3 separate regions of the Mus musculus genome follow, and all the other regions are linked to region 1. The links are chromatin contacts, called in public Hi-C and promoter capture Hi-C maps. All regions are on one chromosome and are shown on one strand. Each heading gives the region's core, a stretch centred on a gene start, on an enhancer-like site or on the middle of the called end of the contact. The rest is flanking DNA. Distances are from core to core; before and after follow the strand shown. Region 1 has its middle 11 kb from the start of Wipf1. Region 2 overlaps Gm50595. Region 3 overlaps Gm34861 (a long non-coding RNA gene).

Region 1 (4,142 bases), core at 145-2,644:
GGCAGGTAAATATTTCCCTTCAGTGAAGTCCATCATTGCTCTTATAAGCTTACTAGAACCTGATGTATTAACAATACATGTATCTATGTATATGGGGGTCAATACATGTTATCTATGCATACAGGCTTCATGTATACTAGGGAATAAGTACTTACACCTTAATTGCATCTTTCTTTAACAGAGGTTCAGATAGCTTTGTCTTCTATTTTGGAAGACAAACAGATCTATTCTTGAGTATTTTTTAACACTCTATATTATGTTTCTGAGTGTTTTGCTTGTATATATGTATGTGTACATGTGGAAGGCAGTAGCCCTGTGGCCTGGGAGATTGTGGATGATGACATCTGTGCCATCTGCTGGAACCACATTGTGGACCACTGCATAGAATATCAAGCCAACCCAGTTTTGGATGCTTCCAAGGATGGGCTGTTGTGTGCAACTGTCCTCATTTTTGCTGAATCTCTTGCTGGCTCAGAACACAGCAGGTGTGTCCATCGCACAACAGAGAGTGGGAATTCCACAAGTGTGGTCATTAGGAAATGGCCTTCCCTTGAAACCTACCCATTTGTTATTAATTTACTGACTGGCCTTCCTGTTAATTATAAGTGAAACCAGGTGTTCTCTTCTCCACTGTCTTTGCAGTTTGCTGTTTCTATAGCCATGTTGTATTTTGTCCATAACGTCCAAAGAAAGAAAGGAAAAGTTAAAGAAAAAAGCATCAATACATTTTCATTTCATAAAAAATGTAGGTTTAGTATTTAAACAGACAGTGAAAATATTTGCAAACTACAGATTTTCGTAACAATTCTCCCCTCATAGATTCTATTTGTATTAACTTATTCATATTTGGATAGTCTAACGTTTAAAATCTGTAAATTTTTTGTGCATGTGTCTCTGTGTGTATGGTTGTGTGGAGGCCAGGGAACACAGTTCAGGTGTTGTTCCTCATGAACTACCTACCCTGGGTTTTGAGACAGTCTCTAGGTGGCCAGGAGTGTGCTAAGTAGGCAAGGCTGGCTGGGCAGGGACACCCGGGGATCTGCCCGTCTCTGGCTTCACAGTGCTGTGATTACAAGCCTCTGCCACAATAAGCATTATTTTATATGGGTTCCTCTTCCTCCTCTTCCTCCTCCTCCTCCTTGCTTCCCTCCACTTCCCATCCTTTTTTCTTTTCAGGTAGGTTTGCATATTTACATTGAGTTGTGAAGGCTGCCCTTACACTACGGGGGCATCTCAGCCATCCACGTATCCAGGTCAGCAGGCACACACTGCCGTGTTCATGGGCCTCAATTTCTTCATTTAGAACACAAGAGGAATAAATCACATGGTACCCAAATATTTCCTCTACACCCTCATTCTGATTCCGGAGTGTGTTCGAGGCCCAAGCTTCTTCCTCTTTTTGACTCCTCCCTGAGAGCAGTTCCTGCTTAAGCTTCTCTCTGGCGCCAACTGGTTTGCGTACAATAATTGTTTATTACCTTTGGCATTTTGTGGTTTGGAAAGACCTGCCTTATTGGGCAAGCTCCAATTCCTAGAGATTACAAGGGCTCCCGACAAGAGCAGCCTTGTGAACTGCAAACCGACCAGCCCGGAGCCAGACTTCTATCTGCCCTACAACCCAGAGGCAAAATTCTTTCACCCTCACCGCCCCGGAGGACCAGATTCCAGGCATCCAGAGAACACTCCTATGGCTTAAAGTCATCCAGAACAATTCAGCTTGCAGCTTCTAAACTGCTCAATCTCCCTGTAAAAACCTCAATAAAAGCTCTGACCAAGGTTCTCTGGTCCCTGCTCCGCCCCACCCCCCACCCCCACAGCGCTGCCTCCTGGCCACGCCTTTTCACGTCTTTCCACCGATGCCTGCATGGCAGGTGCTTTCTCTCATTTCTGGGAACTGTGAGTGTGAAACTCTTCCCCAGAGCCTCTCCTGTTTCTCCACAGGCCACACATGACTGATCGTAACATAAAACAATGTGGAACAATCTTCTAGCGCTTTCCCTGCAGTGATGGAGATGCTAACAAGCCCTAAAAATGAGAAAAGAAAATGAAGTAAGGAAGACATAGGAGGAGGGCCATCCTTGTCGGTGGACTGTAAGCGGCGGACAACAAAGCAGAGAAACTTGTTTGTTCCTGTGTGAGCCAGTCTCCCGCACACATTCAACGTCAGAATCCGCACATTTTAAATAGCATTTTTCCGATGTTTCTTCAGTTATGGGCTAAAATTTTGTTACCCTTTATATGTCCCTAGCAAGGAATCTATTAACAATTATGTCACAGGCCTTCCTAGGAATGAGTTCATTTAAGTATTAATTGCTAGTCTTCCTTTGATATCTCTTTTATCCTCATATTCCTCTGATGTCCTATCATCCATAACTCTTCAAAATTATCTGGGGGATACTTTAATAAATGCCCCATCTCCTTTTAAAAATGTTTATCTTAAAACTGTAAACAATTTATTGTTTTTATGTGTCTGTTTACCACATGTATGCAGTGCCCACAGATGCCAGAAGAGGGCGTTGTATCCTCTAGGACTGGAGTTATAGATGACTCTAAGCTGCCATGTGGATGCAGGGAATCAAACCTGGGACCTCTGGAAGAGCAGCCAGTGCTCTTAACTACTGAGCCATCTCTCCAGCCCTCTCATCATCTAGAACACTCATATTTTAACAGCATCCTCACATTAAAAATAAATAAATAAATAAATAAATAAACATCGGACTGGAGCAATAGCTCAGTGATTAATAGCACTGGCTACTCTTCCAGAGGGCCTAAGTTCAAGACCAAGCACCCATATGGCAGCTCACAATCCTCTTGAGGTCCAGTCCCAGGGGATGTAAAATCTTCTGGCCTCTGTAAGCACCAGACACACATGTGATGCACATACATCCGTGGGGCAAAATACTCATACAGATAAAATAAAAACTAATGTTATTGAAAATAGAAATAAGTGTCAATTGCCATAACAAATAAGTAATTGAAATAAATCCAGTCCTCTAGGACCTCGCAGTGTTTTTTAGTTCTGCAGTCTTAAAGCATGGAACAAACTATCCCAATTCCCTGAGGTGAGGGAGTCCCTTTCTTTGGTGGTACAGCCCTGGCTAGCTGCCTATCTGCCACTAAACAACGCCTCCCCAAAGTTCATGCAAGTGACTGTAATTAAATACAGAGGGTCACAGAAAAGAATATGGAAAGAAAAGAAACATGTTAAGAGAGACAAATGTTATGAAGAAGAAAGAAGAAAGATCTCTCTAGGAGTGAGAGTGGGCAAGACCCTAGTAGGGGTACATAACACACACACACACACACACACACACACACACACACCAAATAGGAAATGGATTTTAAACAAAAACATTTGATATTTCCACAAGAGCACCCCATGAATGCCGACACCTGGAAGGGTACCCCGCTTGCCCACTCCATGTGAGCACCCCTTTTCTCTGTCATTGTATTATTCGTATTTCTCTCTGAGCCTCCAGCGGGTGTTGTGTTTCCTAGCCATCTCCTCTCACACGGCTGCTGCGTCTGGAGAATGGTTTCAGGAAAGCTCCGTGCCTTTGAGTGTCTGCCCCGCCTTCAGCAGGTAACTGCACAGGTTCTGCACAAAAGAGCCGAGGCGTCACCACCAGTCAGCGGCCAGTTGTGCAATCAGAAGGTGTGAGCAACACAAATGCCTTCCACATCATCACATCAGTTAAAATAAGCCAGAGCCCACGTGGGATTGTCGAGGGCTGTGCCAGCCCTGAGTCTGTACTGCTTTTGTTTATTTGATGTTTTCAGCAGTGCTGGGATTACGTGTGCCAGGCGGGTACTGAACACTGAGCTACATCTTCAGGTCATTTTAAATCCCCATTGACCCATAGGTAAGGTCTTGCATGCAGGAGTCACGTAAGCCAATGATAACATCAATGACTTGTGCCATTCTCTTGATGCCACCTTTTATGACCACTGCCCTGGAAACACAAAGGCTTTAGTTCCCCCTTTTACATGCAGGACCAATCCCACGTCCCCAGGAAATGTTCTAAATATTTGTCGGGTTGCACATCTTCCATCCACCCCTCACAGTGGTCACTCACTGTGGTCACCACTCTTCACCTTGCTCTAGAAAGGAAACTTGAGCCACATGGACACTCAAGGTTCCC
Region 2 (4,338 bases), core at 901-3,400, 2.0 Mb before region 1:
TTTGAGGTCAGCCTTGTCTACAAAGTGAGTTCCAGGACAGCCAGGGCTATACAGAGAAATCCTGTCTCAAAAAAAAAAAAAAAAAATATATATATATATATTTCTAGTATGTACCACTGTATTTCAGACCTTGCCTTTAAAAATGTGTGTGTGTGTGTGTGTGTGTGTGTGTGTATTGGGCATGGTAGCATATGCCTTTAACCCCAGCATTCAGAGGCAGAGGCAGGCAAATCTCTGTGATTCTACATAGTGAGTTCCAGGACAGCCAGGCTACATTGTGAAACCCTGTCTAAAAAAATTATATGAAAATAGTGAACTTCTTTCCCTGGGTGGCCAAATAGTTGTTCAGATTTGCTTAATTTCTGAATTAAGTATATATTACTGAATTAAGTAGTATAGCCACTAGGCATTGGTTATTGGGTATAGCTATAGCTTTCCTTCCCTCCTTGTGTGTGTTTTTCTTTTAGTATTTGTGCAAAAGTATTATTGGGGATTTTAAAATGTCTTTTGTTTTTAGTGTCTGAGGACCAAACCTATGAACCCTGTCACTGAAGCGCACCTCTAGCCCCGCACGTCTGGTTGTGTATGTACTTTTTGTTAAATGTAGCCGTCCTAAGCATGGAAAGTCTTGAGGCTAAGCTACTTCTTTTGTTCATTTTGAGCATTTTGAGCGCATTTTGTTTTCATAGACGTAGTTTTCTTCATTTAATGTGCCTCATTTCCCACCAGAATGTTACGAGTGGGTGCAATATATTTCCTCCTTGTAGCTGTCAAGGAATACTTATTTGTAAAAAAAGATTTATTTATTTTATGCATGTAAGTGTTTTGTCTGCGGATATGTATGTACACCACATGTGTGCCCGGTCCCCAAAGAGGCCAGAAGAGGACATTAGGTCCCCTGGAGCTGAAGTTCTGGACAGTTGTGAGCTACCACACCAGGAATGGGAACAGAACCCGGGTCCCCTGCAGGAGCAGAAATTGCTCTTAACCACTGAGCCATCTTTCCAGACCTAAGAAATATTTATGTAGTGAGAGTGAAGGGGTCCAGTCAACTGGTGAACTCTTACCCTAAGACCAACATGGTAGTTACCATGAAGATGGTCTTTCGTTCGTCCACATTGCTGGGATTAAACCCAGATGGTGGAATCAGATTCACATCGGCTTTAACTAAGAAGTACTAACAACTGCTGCCTATTCCTACTGTATAAATAGCCTAAATTAATTACTCCAGTGGCAATTAAACGACAGACATCACAGTGACACTCAAAAAGAAAATCTCGGCGATTTAAATAAAAATCAGAGTTAAAAAAAAAGACTTTTACAGGTCCAATTGTTTTAAATGAAAAGTAGCTTAGAGTGAAGCTCTGTAAAACTCTGGCTATTGAATTTAATTTCTCTGTAAAAAACTTAGCTTTAATAGAAACGGCTGCTGGAGAAACCACATTCTCAGCCCATAACATGGCCCATGTTTCTGTTTTAAATCCAGTATAAAAAGTATTTAAGCGTCATAGATTTTACCACCCCGTATTCTTATCAGCTCTGATACAGTACGAAAGAATAAAGATTTATATCTTGTGGGCATTTAATAAACGTTAATTTTTAATTGACAGTTGAAATGTAATCTCCAAATAGATGTGGATGTTATTAGCTTCAATCATTTCACGGTAAATAATTGGAGATAGGAAACGCGGGGAAGGGTTATGACTCCCCAGTAGGAATGAATGGTGGCTGGTGCTTAGAGGGAAACATTTTCAATGCCATTTCCATACCCCAATCTTTCTCCTGCAGATGCCAGGATGAGCCATCCTCAGTGAGGAACAACTCAAAAGAGGGCTGAGGGGTGGGGAAGAAGAAAATTAAAGAAAGAGAGAGAAAAAAGGGAAAAAGATGGTCTCTTCTTAGTTTTCAGTTTACTTTTTATTTCAGTTGGGAAAATCCCCGCTGATTTTTTTTTTTCTTTTTTTAAAATTTAATGCATCCTGGGAACATGCCGTTCAGGATTTTGGCATGGGAACTTCAAACGAAATTGGTAAGGGAGGCAAATGCGTAAGTGGAAAGTTTGAGGAAGCTGGCAGCAGGGCGGGAAGTCAGCCCTTCGTTCGCTCCACCCCCTCTCATGTGAGTACAAAGCTGGAGCCGCCGCGTGAGTCAGAGCCAGCCTGGCCCCGAGAAGCTCGGCATCTGCTTCCTCAACTATCACCCAGAGGACTCTGGTGCTAAATCACGGGGCAAAAATAGCTTCAGAGACCCAGCTTCAAACAGATGCGTCGTGGTGGGCGTGGACAAGGGTTCTGGAGGCTTCTCAAATTCCCCATTACCTGATTAATGGATGTGTTATTTTTATATTAGCCGGCCGTCATACTGTTTACCTCGCTCACCTAGATATTGAGTACAAGCTTCATTTATAGCCATCTGAGAGAAGCTGCTTCCTCAATTACACTGTGTTTGATACTAAAATCTGGACCTGAACTTTTTGCTTGTTGATTGGTCTTTGATCAATAATTACAAAAGGGGAAGCTTTACTTCAGTCACAGGAAAGTGCGTATTTTAAAAGATACATTAAAAAAAAACCAACCCTCAAACACACACACTCTATGTAACTTTCCATTAATACCAATTGGCATAAAGCTCGTAGGGTCTGTCTGTGTTTTTTGGCAACAAGGAATTTTAAAGCTAGAATTGTTATCTCAGCTTAAGATCTTTCGAGGTTTTATTTCACATACAGGAAAGTGTATTCCAGGCCTGGTTAGAATTGTTGCAACTTGATATTAAGTTTTAGCTTAAGTTTTCCCACCAAAAGAGCATCTGAAATAGATGATGAGATTAACAACTGGGGAGAAGTTCAGAGCATTTAATGAAATTGATCTACTAAATGAGCACTGACAGTTTTTAGTGGCTATCTTAAAATAGACATTATTATCAGGAAAGAGTTAGTCCACTTAAGCCCTTCATTTGGAAGATGCCTAGTCTGACCTTGTTCAACTTAATGTGCAGGAGAGGGCTTCTGGGTTTATTTAGATGTGGTCCTAAATCAATAGGTTTGAAGTCATCACTTACAATATATATATAATGTTAATATAATATTATATAATATGTATAACATATATAATATTATATATATTACTTTCCTTGCCTTTCCTTTTTTTCCTTTCTTGTTTTTTCTTTTTTTCTAAAAGGCAGAGATGATAAAGGCTACTCGGTGAGACGTAGGTAATTATAACAATTAGATATTTTGAAAATAAAAATAATGGCCCCAAAATAGAACAACATATAACAGTGGCTCTATATGAAGAGCCAAGAGCTGCATCAGCATTTCCTATTCTAGCTGCACACATTATGTGCTGAATGTATTTCAGAGCCAAAAGAATTATATTGGATTAATATCAGATTTTATTTAGGACATTCTGAATTATTAAATAAGCAGCTAATTAAAACAACCAGAAAGCTTTGCAAACAAACACGAATGAAGAAATAAGTCTGGGGTTTCCCAGAAATCTGTGTCTGGACACCTCAGTGAGTTTTATGTTCTGTGGGTACTGACTCCTTTTTTTTTTTTTTTTTTTTTTTTCTGAGACAGGGTTCTCTGTGTAGCCTTGGCTGTCCTGGAACTTACTCTGTAGACCAGGCTGGCCTCAAACTCAGAAATCTTCCTGCCTCTGCCTCCCGAGTGCTGGGATTAAAGGTGTGCGCCACCACGTCCTGCTGGGTACTGACTTCTTGTGACAAGTTTGAGTGTCACATCTTCGGCTCAGTTGTGTGCAGATTCTGAGTATTTATCATGAAAACTGTAGGATCTTGGCTTTGGAAGTGGCTTAAGTAGACAGCTCCCAAGTTCACAGAGGTTTGTATGCAAGCCTTCCTAGAAAAGCTTGCTCATCTGCAAAAGCATTCAGGAAAATTTATTTTAGTTGTTCTTTTGTTTGTTTTTATTGTTGTTATCCATTACAGCATTTAATGGTCCATTTCCCTAGTCAGAATTTATAAGCCAGACAGTTCTAGATATTTCTAATATAAAAATGTAACACTGACCTCATGGTACCTCATGCCTGTGACTTAAGCAGATGAAGGAACAGGAGTTCAAGGCCAGACTCTGGATATGTACATAATGAGCAGGAGGCCAGGCAGGGCTCTGTGAGACTTTGTCTCCCCCCTGTCCCCAGTAAAAAAAAGAATAGAAAAACAAATAGGAAGAAGGTAACAGTATTTCCTTCAGATCTCTACAGAAAGACCAGGGTGAAAATTTCACCCCTAGCTTTCTCTTCTAGAAACGGAATATTCTAACTCTCATTTATCAGTTGCTCAGCTTTGCTAGGTCCCCTCTTGAATGTCTAGCCAATT
Region 3 (4,332 bases), core at 173-2,672, 2.3 Mb before region 1:
ACCTCTCATGTCTCTTTATACCCGTGTGTTTTACTAAAATGCTCTGCAAGCTGCAGGGTCCTCAGATCCGTTTTCAGATGAGCTGTTACAACCTGACTGGGAACGTTCAACGTAATACTACCAGCATGCTTTAAGAGAAAATAAAGTTTATTCTTGTTCAAGTTAAAGTCTAGACACGCCTCAACTTGTCAACTCTGGCCAAATTTATAAATTATTTAACACCAGTAGAGTAATACAATCTTTATCCTGGATGATTCAAACCTTGATGTAACTAAACTGATGAGCCAGTAGAAAAACCACTTAACATGTACTTGAGACCGTATACTCTCATGAAAATATACAGGTAGCCAAGCAGTTGTGAAACATGTACATAATTTACTATGAAGGGCTGTGACACACAAGAGTGTCTCCTATATGGCACAATCAGGTTAGTTAAGAGCCAGGATCTATGTGGAGAATAAAAACACTGTGACAGTGCTGGACGCAGGTGACCTCAATGATGAGTTCCCACTACAAAATCCCCTTACAGAAGAATGTTCCAGGCATAGTGACCTGAAATTTATTTCATGTTTCGAAGAGGAGTGGGTGTTTCCCATGAAGCCTGGTCCACTGAGATGCTTCTGATACCACAGAAAACAAAGCCTCACATTTAGGAAAGCCATATCAGGGGAATCCACTCCTTTGGGTCCTGGGACATCCAGCCTCAATGATAACTTGGAACCCAGTAGAAAGAAACTTACACACAGAGAAACAATGGTAGACCCTGATGCATGGAAGAAGGAGAGCTCCTGCCCTTGAATTAGAGCATTTCTTTTAAGTGAAGGCACTAGAACATTCTAATAAGATTAACTTCTGAAACATATATCAAATTATTTTCTGTGCTTATTTTCATTACTGGTCTTCAGGGATGCTCAGTATCTCTGAGCATAGAAAGAGAGGCGTTTGTGCCTTCTATATTGTGAAATATAATACAGAGAATGGAAGCACAAATTATCACAAACCAAGCACCACCAAGCACTGTCCCATAGGCCAAAAAACATTACTAGCAAACGAGAAAGTTTTCCTATGAACTCTCTGCTTGCTTCACCCACCTACTTGCCAAGGTAGCCACTGTCCTGAGTTTTATGATAAGCACCCCCTTGGAGTTCTTTATGGTGCTTATCAACCAGGCATGAGGCTTTTGCCTGGCTTTGTTTTGCTTTTATTTCAATGCAATTGCTTATATGATTGCATGTGTGAAATTGGTTCTACAACTAATGGATATGTAAGGTGCTTCCAGTTTGATACTACTAAGATTATTGTGAATATTTGTATATATGTCTCTAAGAGAATATACAAATTTCTGCTAAGGACGTACAGGAGTGTGTGATTGTAAGTCATAAAGTATGTTCCAAAGGAAGTGTACAAAATGTGTTGTAATAAAACACTCCCAATGCCACAATGTTTACCGTTCATATCTTAAAACTTTTTGACCACTGGGACACCTTATAAAGTATCCACTCTCATAAAGTATGTCACTCTTAACAGTTGAGACCCTTGTCCTCGTTTGCTTCCTATTGTCAAGATATACCCCGTGATCAGAAGTAACTTGGAAGAAAAAGACTTATTATGTCTTGCAAGTCCATCGTCAAGAGAAGCCAGGGCAAGAACTCAAGCTGAAACCTGGAGGCAGGAGCTGAGGCCAAGACTATAGACAGAGTCCTGCTTACTGGTTTGCTCCTGTGATTTGATCAGTTTGCTTTCTTATCTGCCTCAGGGCCATGTGCCCTGGAAAGGCACCTCCCACAGTTAAGCTTGGCTCTCCCACATCAATCAACCACTAAGAAAAAGCTTGACAGACATACCCACAGGCTAATCTGATACAGGCAGTTCCTCCACTGATGTTATCTCTTCCTTAATGACTCCAGTTTGGGTCAAGTTGACAAAAATAAAATAAAATAAAATAAAATAAAATAAAATAAAATAAAATAAAATATAAAAATAAAATAAAAATAAAAACTCAACAACAAAAAAACCTAACCAGCACAAACCTCAAGTTTTCTACTGAAGGCTGTTTCTTCCTAAGTACCTTTCTGTATACCATATAAGAAATTAAAACTGGGGCTGGTGAGATGACTCAGTGGTTAAAAGCACTGGCCGCTCTTCCAGAGGTCATGAGTTCAATTCCCAGCAACCACGTGGTGGCTCACAACCATCTCTAGGGGGATATGATTCCATCTTCAGGCAGGCAGATATATATGAAACAGAGCACTCATCCATTAAATAAATAAATTTGAAAAAAATTTTAAAAAGAAAGAAATTAAAACTGAAAAGAATTCAGAATATTTCTTTTTCTTTACACATACTCTAAGAAGCATGAAAATAAAATAAGGTCTATTTTCCAGAATAAAAGCTTGAGAAGAACGTCCCTTCCTTTTGTGTTTCTATAAGTCTTACCAGTACTGACTTAATGGACAGCTAAGATTAATGAGCTTCCCAAGTCTGCTTCTGAATTCTCTGAGGAGGTCTCCCATGACCTGTGTCCTCTGGGAAACTTCCCTTTGCACTCATGAGAGAATGAGAGTTAAAAAGGCTAGTGCCTCAGCTGACCCCCTCAAACGATTTCTAGAATTCACGGGGGCTTCTACACCTCATCTTGAGGGCTACAGCCCTAAATATTTACTTAGTTGTCTGTGAAGCACTCACTGAGAAAGTCTAGACAAAATGCATTCCAAAAGCAATTAATGATATTGTCACAAGAAATACTATGTAAGAGTCTAATTCTCCCCTGCCTCGGACATGCAACAAATTTTGTGTGTTCTTTTTGCCATTAAAAAAAAAAAAAGGGAAAAAAAATATATACACTATTAATAAAACAAAGTTGTCAAAAATATTTAAGGCATAATGGCATAATATATTTTGATTGATACATGGAGGATTTTTCAATTTCACATAATCAAATTTTGAAACTTATTCCTACAAATTTTGAGACCCAGTCCATGGATAACCAGAAACATTATTGTGGGGCAGCTGAACTCAGTGTGACTTTTGTGATAAAGTAGGATTTGTTTGCTTGTATGATCAGACTCTCTCCCACTTTATAGACTCATAAAGTTCTTTTTACTGCTGCATTTAGATCCGTGGTAACTAGTTAAAGAGATCAGTTACTACTAAAGTAGTTTCTACTGCTATAGACAGCATGTCTCGCTAGTCCCTTATTCACAGATCCCAGCATTTGACCTTCATCCTTCCGGGTCGCTGGACTCTCTTCTTCTGAAGTGTGTTGTGGCCAACAACATTCAAGTACCAGGGACAAGTGATATTCTCAAAGACGGGTCGATGTGCTCCTAATGCCAGTGGAAATTGTTTTTCCTATTGATTAAAAACCTCCTTTCAAAGAGGTGAGGCAGTTCCTTGTGAGCTAGGACAGCACTAACACAGAGAGCCAAGCTGTAACAAGTCATTGCTCTCCAGGAACCTGTAATGCCCGAGATCCCACAGAGATGTTCCATGCTTTAAGCCTACAGACTCTGAGAAATTCTTAGTCTATATTCGGGAGAATTTGCAGAGGGAAGTAATCAGCCTTCTTAGTTCTAACAAACTGGCCACCTGCTTACTCACCACTTCCTGCCTTTTCCTTCCTAAAACGGAAGCTGACTTTGCTCTCCACAGACTCCGGCTGTGCTGTAAGAAAGCTTCTGTGAGCATACTGGGGTACACATGTACTGGGGTACACATGCCCCTCGGGTCCCTCTTACATTTACCCTCACAAAGTCTAAGAAGTTTTCCCTTCAGTGTAACTACTCCAGCCACAAACAACCACACCCTTCCAAGCTCAGATGTGAACGCTGTTTAAATCCTCGTTGGAAGTGACCTGGGCAGTATCCGCACTCGGCCTCAGAGTCTGATCCCCAGAGTCAGAGCAGAGCAAGCATCTGCTTTCGAAATGTATTTTAAAAAATATTGACATTCTACATTTGTTGTTTTGTTTGTTTGTTTGTTTGTTTTAACCAAAGATACATGCTGGTTTCTTCATGGTCTTCATTTCTATCCTCATTTTTAACACCTGTTGCTTTCTTCTTCTTCTTCTTCTTCTTCTTCTTCTTCTTCTTCTTCTTCTTCTTCTTCTTCTTCTTCTTCTTCTTCTTCTTCTTCTTCTTCTTCGTCTTCCTCTTCCTCTTCCTCTTCCTCTTCCTCTTCTTCTTCTTCTTCCTGATAGACTCATCATTTTCTTTTCTGTTTTTCAACTGAGGTCAGTGAAGCAAAGAATCAGTACAGTGAGCCAAGTGACAGTGTCTGGGAAGAGCAAGGACCAAGGCTAGAAAGTCTCTCTAGGAGAAGCCACGGCAGGAA

Evidence for each region. Promoter capture Hi-C pulls out the DNA fragments that hold promoters and counts their contacts. Hi-C and Micro-C count contacts between places; a contact is called where the count stands out from the background.
Region 2: a contact with region 1 is called in a Hi-C map of pre-B cells, with 5 times the contacts expected there. The contact joins two enhancer-like sites. A contact is called at or near these places in 1 of 39 promoter capture datasets (hippocampal neurons) and 2 of 484 Hi-C or Micro-C datasets (cortical neurons and pre-B cells).
Region 3: a contact with region 1 is called in a promoter capture Hi-C map of the C10 cell line, with 5 times the contacts expected there. The contact joins two enhancer-like sites. A contact is called at or near these places in 6 of 39 promoter capture datasets (the 3T3-L1 cell line, the C10 cell line, hippocampal neurons and 2 more).

The regions. Positions count from the first base shown.
Region 1 is chr2:73,538,268-73,542,409 of GRCm38.p6, reverse strand. No RefSeq gene overlaps it. Among named protein-coding and RNA genes, the nearest start is that of Wipf1, 11 kb to the right of the region's middle. Within about 2 kb of position 1,394, at least 109 of the 459 cell types and tissues checked have an H3K27ac peak or open chromatin away from gene starts, as enhancers often do. A contact at or near this core is called in pre-B cells, where this site is marked.
Region 2 is chr2:75,582,958-75,587,295 of GRCm38.p6, reverse strand. The region is part of intron 2 of Gm50595; the gene reads left to right. Among named protein-coding and RNA genes, the nearest start is that of Gm39853, 28 kb to the left of the region's middle. Within about 2 kb of position 2,150, at least 192 of the 459 cell types and tissues checked have an H3K27ac peak or open chromatin away from gene starts, as enhancers often do. A contact at or near this core is called in pre-B cells, where this site is marked.
Region 3 is chr2:75,823,246-75,827,577 of GRCm38.p6, reverse strand. The region is part of intron 1 of Gm34861 (a long non-coding RNA gene); the gene reads left to right. Among named protein-coding and RNA genes, the nearest start is that of Agps, 6.8 kb to the left of the region's middle. Within about 2 kb of position 1,422, at least 29 of the 459 cell types and tissues checked have an H3K27ac peak or open chromatin away from gene starts, as enhancers often do.